Linked DNA regions of Hordeum vulgare: region 2 is linked to region 1. The links are chromatin contacts, called in public Hi-C maps. All regions are on one chromosome and are shown on one strand. The core of a region is the stretch at or near the end of the contact, and the rest is flanking DNA. Distances in the headings are between cores, read along the strand shown. Region 1 holds the start of LOC123401410 (sterol 3-beta-glucosyltransferase UGT80B1). Region 2 holds the start of LOC123401499 (ABC transporter A family member 8-like).

Region 1 (3,626 bases), core at 771-3,270:
GACAGAAGCACCCATGTATACCAAAGCACCACCACTCGAGAACCCACAATCTCTGTGCTGGAAACTAGTATGATAGAAACTGGCATGGTCCCATATGATTGGATACGTGATGGCTAGTATAGTTGTAAGAATCTGGTCAACATACTGATCAACCTGCAGGAACTGCTAGTGACAGGTTTGCTCTACAGTTTAATCTTCCATGACACAAGGTGCTGAATTTTAGGCTTTGAGCAAATGATAAAGCGGTCATGCTCCTCCATGGAGAAGAAGATAATGTGCCCCAGCAGAGAGGTTAAATAGAGTTGCAAATTTAATATTATTTGCAGTTGAGATAGTGACCAAATCCAAACCAACGAAACAATATTTCAAGAGGATGTATGCTTATGTATCATCAGGACTAGAGGAGCAAATTTGTACTGTGTTGGGGGGTGCTTCTTGAAAGTACTTGTACAGAAGAGGAAAACTTTGCTTAAATTGGCGTTCAAATGATGAAGGAGCACTGCACAAAGAAATGAAAGCACGTAAACAAACAGGAGTCAAGAAGAAGACACCAAAATGAGTGTGCAATCCCTCATAAAATCATTATAAGATAAAAGCTTCGATGTGAAATTGAAGCCAATATAAGCCAAATTACCTATATGGAACAAAATAAGGAGCAGCAATGATGCACTTAACTTGAAACAATTCTGCAAGATGCCAACCTTCCTAAACCATGAGATGAACCCATATTATGATCACACGGTGCATTTCATAGCTGCATTAGTTCCTACATAGAACTGGCTGACTGATATTCTCAAGGATCTGTTCTAGTGAATGATGCTTGCCAAAATTCTTTAGTTTCAACATCAATTGTACATCAGGAACTGTATTATTCCAGTGCAAATCACTATCAGAGCATTAAATTGCACGAGTTGTAGCTAAAACTTGAACAAGGAGCCCCGCTGCTTAACTTTTAGCAAACATGATAATTATGCTGTTAGTGAGGTCCTCACCAGAGCAAAGAAATTGATCACAATGAAGTCACTATGAATGCTTGGATCATTTCCAAACACTTCTTCGACAGAAGCTAAACAGTCTTTCCTGTGCTCCGTCTGAATGATCTCTTTCCGCCGTGAAAATGACTCAGGATCAGCATCCGATTGAACAGAATCATCTAAGGAAGAGATTTCCATGATAAATCACATTGGAAATAAACCTACGGTAGAAAATTTATACTATTTGATAACGGAGCACATAAATTTATAGCACTTACATGAAGTATTATCAAGTTGTTCGGCAGCAAGGGCAGGTGGGCTTGCTAGAGACATGTACCTAACTTTACTGGCTGCTAGATGTGTGGATAAACTCTGCATCAAATTTAACACATGAGGTCAAGTATGAACTTGTTTAGCCACAGTTCAACTGTTCTGATTTCACAAGATCCAGACCTGGTGTGCTGAATGAGTGATGAACACCACAGTATACTGCTGTTGGTCATTAGCAAACGCTGCAGCAAGGGCCTAAAAAGAAGAAAAGGGGTAGTGAAATTCATAGTATAGTGCTCTGAGAAGGTTAAAATTGTCATATTCCTTTAGTATCCATCTTTATATTACTCAACATTTAGCATTATATAAATGTAGTACTGTACCAAAGCTATATCGTTTTCCATCTAGAGAAGCAGAAAACTAAATCGATCTGATAGATTGATGTGTCTCAACTTCTCAGTAATAGGTGCATCGAGTGCAACAACAATATGTGCTAGATGCTCTAGAATCAGGTGGAATTTCATCGCTCCCCTCTTTCACTTGATGTCAGCGGCAAAGAGGGTTGTCTTATACGCCCGAGTCCGAATACACGCACCACACACAGAGAGAGAGAGAGGAGGGGCATACAGCGATTGGGAAGACGTCGCCGTGGGTGCCGAAGGCCATAAAGACGGCGCGAGGCCAGCGGCCATCGCCGCCGCAGCCGTCCATCGTTCTCGCCGAAGCTTCGGGGGCTTTGTGCGTGCGTTCACGTTGGGCCGTCCAGACTACGTCGGAGCGCAGCGGATGAAGCCCGTGAGTAGGCGCAGGCCGAAAGATGTTGCTGGGACCTAAATTTGGGTTTGTGCTAAAAGTTTTGGTCCATAGAAAGCATAAACTCATGGTAATTTTTTGAGAGCAACTAACGGGAGCAACTAGTTGAGGAACATTTCCTTTTCTCAAAAATAAAATAAAAATTGAGGAACATTCCCTCATTAGCCTGCAAACAATTACGTCCATGCATCGTCATTTGTCGCGTTCTCAACCGTCGTCATGTCCCGTTCTGAGCGTTACTTTTGGGTTTATTTTTTCCGCACGTGATTTCGGTTTCTTAATTTGTTTTTTTAGGTTTTTCTAGTGTTCCGGTTTTTCATCGTTTTTTCTTAGCTTCTAGACGAAAAAAATTATAAAAAAATTACGTGAAAAAACGTGTTTTTTCTTTTTTTTACGAGAGGCATGATTTTATTTTTGCGAGAGGCACGGCTTTGGCATACCTCTCAGAAAGGGAAAAAATGTTTTTTGTTTACTTTTTCACGAGAGGCGTAGTTTTGCTTTCGCAAGAGGTATGGTTTTGCTTTCGCGAAAGGCATGGTTTTGCCTTCGCAAGAGGCACGCTCGTGCCTCTAAAAAAACGTGTTTTCTATTTTTTTGTGAGAGGTACAGTTTTGCTTACGCGAGAAACACAGTTTTGCCCCCGTGAGAGGCACGGTCATGCCTCTCGAAAAGGAAAAAAATATTTTCTTTTTTCTTTAGAGGCACGGTTTTCTTCCGCAAGAGGCACGGTTTTGCTTCCGCGAGAGGCATGATTTTTCCTTCACGAGAGGTAAAAAACCGTTTTTGTTTTTTCTATCAGCACATTTTTTTCGTTTGTTTTTCTTCATGTGAAAAAAAGTTCGTTAAAATCTATCAACATGGGATTTAGTTTTGAAGATCTCGACGCAAGGAGGTGAAAACAGTTCAACATTTGGACGCACATTTTAAAATACAAATCTACAAAAAAGAAAAACTCTCATGTTGCGAGAAGTGGAACGCATGCAGTACGTTACTTGTCGCAACCTGGTGAGATGGGAGTGATCTTTGAAAGGTATACTCCTCAATTAGTGATTTCGACAACTAGTTACTGAGCATTCCTTCGGGAGCCTCCAAGCGAGCACTCCCACGTGCCGCCACTTGGCGCGTTTTCAGCCGTCGCCACGTGTCGCGCTCTAAGCGTTTTCTTTGGATTTTCTTTTTTATTATTTTTTTGCATGCGTATTTAGCTTTTTAGATTCGGTTTTTTCGGGTTTTGGTTTTTCACCGCCTTTCAAAAATATTATTTTGCGCCAAATATTGTGTTTTCTATTTTTTTTGTGAGATGCATGATTTTGCCTTCGCGAGAGGCACGACTGTGCCTCTTGGAAACACAAAAAGTGTTTTCTGTTTTTTTGCGACAGACATGGTTTTGCTTTCCTCACACACATGGTTTTGCTTCCGCGCCTCTCGAAAACGAAAAAAATACATGTTTTCTGATATTTTTGCGAGTGACACGTTTTTTCTTTTGTGAGAGTTATTTTTCTTTCGTGAGTCTCGAAAATGAAAAACACATGTTTTTTACGAGAGGCACAATTTTGCTTTCACGTGAGG
Region 2 (3,626 bases), core at 434-2,933, 330 kb before region 1:
TTGGATACTCAAACCTCGGGGTGTTGCCGCTCTCGATGTGCTCGAGGACGACCTCCAAGGTGCGGCCGGGGACGCCCCACCATTGGCGACACCCCTCGGAGTTGTGGTAGCTGCGGGGCTCGACCCCGTTGGTGGTGGTGAGCTGGTCGGCGTGACGGTGATCGAAGTACGCCGTCCACATCGCATTGTTGTCGGGAGCGTACCGTGGTAGATTGCGCGAGCTCTCCGGCAGCCCCAACCGGATGCGCGATCTCCACCCGCCGTCAGCTTCATTAGGCGGTGATGGCACCGGGATGCCGCCGGCGCTCAGCCTCTAGGACCCCGGCATCCGCATGTTCGGCGGCGTCGGGTAGTCCGCCTCGTAGAGGAGGCGGGCCTCATCCTCGCGGAGGTGCCGGCGGCCGAAGCCATTCGTGGCCGATCCGTCGTTGCGGTAGCGTTCGGCCATCTTTTTCGAGGAGAAGAGGGAGCGGAGTGCGCCGGTGGCAAAGAAGAAGAGAAGAGAGCGTCGGCAGGATAGGTGTGTGGCCACCGGCGGGGGGGGGGGGGAGGGGGAGGTCGTCCTATATAGCCACGGGCGAGTGGGCACGCGGAGCAGCGCCGTGTGAACGCGTGGCAGGAAACGACGGGACGTATGTTGCCGGGACACGCGTCGCCGTGCCTTCATTGTGTCGCCCGTGAATCAATGGAAGGTTGACCGACGGCGCATCCTTCGCACTGAGTCCCGCAGGGAACGAGGCGATGAGGACGACGACCGCACGCCCAATCTCTGACTCGACGAGCCCATTGTTTTTTCGCGCAAAAAACTTTCCGCCGGCGCCCCCGGGTGACCCAGCACGATGAGTTCGGCCTGGGACCACCGCGGCCAATTTTGGCCCGAGACGATGAAAAACGGGCTCCCGAGGACGCGACTCGGCCTTTTTTTCGGAAAAAAAGGCCGAGAGGGTCCTGTTGGGGGCATGGCTGGAGATGCTTTTTAGGCTCTTGACATAGAAATTAGACAACTGTAGTTGTATGATCCATAGTTCCTAAACGACGGTTATAGCACAATTTCTACTAATTCTCTATATAAAATATATGAAAATTGTAGGTGTGAAACAGTGAAAGAGGCTTAATCATCTAGCTCGGTGATTTGTGGTTTGAAAGCAAGATTTATCTGATTGCAGCAAAACTGAAACCTTAAACCAAAACGATACAGTATGTATTTACTGGAGTAAAGTTTTTCCGTTGGCAGAATTAGTTACATGATACGTAGTAGACACAACTAGGATTGATGCTCGGCTGAACATTTGCGTGCTTTTCAGTTTTCACGAAAAAAAAAGAAGGAAATATCTGCGAAGACTGGATCACGAAAGATGCATGGCACCCTCCCGCAGTCTCATCCCACGGCCAATTGTGCATGCGACGCAAAGGGCACGAGCAGAAGCCAAGATAATTCTGCCTGAGATACAAATCGAGTTCCACCCACAAAGCTACTCCATGAGGAAAAGAAGAAGAAGAAGAGAAAGATGGCATGGCGCGCGTCACCTGGATCACGAGGTTCTTCCTGAAGAGCGCGTTGGTCTGCTGGAGGCTGCCGGAGCCCATGTCGCCTCGCCTCTTCTCGCCTCCTCGGAGAACTCGACGAGACAGGCAGAGGGGGGGAGCCACCCCCCACCTATGCTGGTTTTTAGAGTGTCCAGCCGGCCGTGTGGAATGGCGAGTCTGCCCTCTCCACGGAGTTTACCGTGGTCGTGGTCGTCACGGTCGAGGGGGAGACCGTCCTTTCTTCCCGCTGGAGGTCAAGGCCCGGTGTGTCTCGTTCGCTACCGAGTGGCGCATTTGGCACCTTGCGCTGAGTCTGCATTGGGTTCTCTGTTCGTTTTCGTCACACCTCAAAAGGAAAAATCTTCCAAAGGATGTCTCCGCATTGATTGCATAGGAGTATATGGTGTTTAATGAATGCTAACTTGTCCTGGTACAAGAACAGACATGCTGCCGGTTTAGATCACCTTCTCTGTTTGAGACGCTGATGTTGATCTGGCATATCAAGTAGTAGTACATGCTTTGGATTATAGCGTACTTTCATAGCTCTATGTCATAAATAGAATATATGAAACGGCCAACAAGAATCAACTCATTACAAGAATTGACAACAAAAATCCACCTATAACAGGGTCACCATTCTTCCACAATAAAATTCTTACCGACATCATCAAGTCCGGCCTAAAAACAAGGCAAGGATTTGACTAAAAAGGGTTTCCCCTCGTTTTGTATTACAAAACAACCAGCCGAAACATCTATCGATAGGTGTTGGGTCACGTCCAAAAAAAATAAAAAAGAAAATAAAAAAAAACAAATACCGACAATGGCGAATCAACAAAAACGAAGAAGCCTCGCGACCTCTGCGCTCACCAAGGATCTCCCACCAAGCTTCACGACTCTAAAACATCGGTACCAATCAACACCTTCAAGAAGGACTGCGACGATGACGACGTTGCTGCCAAGGGCTTTCCCCCGGTACACGACGAGGCGCGAGGAAGGGTAGCCCCCGACGCCCTCCAGGAGGTTCGGCAACACCCAAAGGCGCCACCGCGTCGGTGTCGGCCGGGCTGACAGGGGTTTCCCACGATCCCATCCTGCACCTCGGACGCTCCGAAGCGTGCCACCAAACCGACCTTCACCCTGCGCCAACACGGTCTTGAAGCCCCCGCGCCGTCTCACCACGACACCGCAAGGTGAGGCCTGCACAGCGATGAAAAGAAGCTGGGACTAGGAACCGCAACACTGTCGGCTCGTGGGAGGGCTCAACCTCTACCGTCAACGACTTTGACGAGCAGTGCTCGCTTATACGAGCCGCCCAACAAACGCGTGCAAGCCGCCGTCCTCAATATGCATTGGCCAATACTATCTACTTCAACATATCAAAGAAACAGGAGGGCTTGTCATGAAGGAAACATCCCTGATGAAGCTACAATTTGACCCGACCATCATTTAGTCAACAATTCAAAGCAAGCAGCAAAGGAAAAGAAAAGTGGCTCTGGAGGAACCACGAGAGCCGGACTATCTGAGGATGAAGCATGGGCCGAGAGGCATATACACTCAATTTGGCCACGATATTTGCCAAGGACGTATGGTGAGCGTCACAAAGATCATCACCTCACTACATCGTCTCCAATCTGGATAAAATCTATCATTCAACCATCAACCTTATACCGGCTTATGTCACAATCAAGTATGGAGACGCTCAAGCCGCCTCCTTGAGCCGACTTAAGACTCGGGGACTACACAAACATGGCTTAGCAGATCTGGGCTGAATAATTCAAGAACCCCGGTCATTACAGGAAAGTTAAGCCGGCCGGGGGCTGCTACCTCATTGGCGAAAAGATCTAAGGTCACCCAAGAAGACAAGTCACCATGATGCGACCACACAAACCTGCCCTGCCTCATTGTTGGGTGATTTAAAAGCCGCCCAAGAGGATGAGCCGCCGCCAAGGAGGTCATTCAACATGGACGCTATCGGTATCAAAGAGGATGAGCCGCCACGTTGCGATTATTCAAACATGGATGCTGATAAGCCAAAGAGGACCAAAGTTGCCACAATGCACAGTTCAAACATAGGCGCCAAATTTATGTTCTTGAGAATC

Evidence for each region. A called contact is a pair of places that touch in the nucleus more often than the background predicts.
Region 2: a contact with region 1 is called in a Hi-C map of seedling, with 2.5 times the contacts expected there. The contact joins the promoter of LOC123401499 here to the promoter of LOC123401410 in region 1. A contact is called at or near these places in 1 of 6 Hi-C or Micro-C datasets (seedling) and 1 of 1 datasets of contacts at active chromatin or transcription factors (embryo).

Annotation. Positions count from the first base shown.
Region 1 is chr6H:191,333,020-191,336,645 of MorexV3_pseudomolecules_assembly, reverse strand. LOC123401410 (sterol 3-beta-glucosyltransferase UGT80B1) reads right to left here and starts at 2,020. Exons shown (of 13, transcript XM_045095200.1): 1 at 1,872-2,020; 2 at 1,428-1,499; 3 at 1,253-1,346; 4 at 993-1,153. The coding sequence starts at 1,955.
Region 2 is chr6H:191,659,101-191,662,726 of MorexV3_pseudomolecules_assembly, reverse strand. LOC123401499 (ABC transporter A family member 8-like) reads right to left here and starts at 1,683. Exons shown (of 18, transcript XM_045095319.1): 1 at 1,528-1,683. The coding sequence starts at 1,587.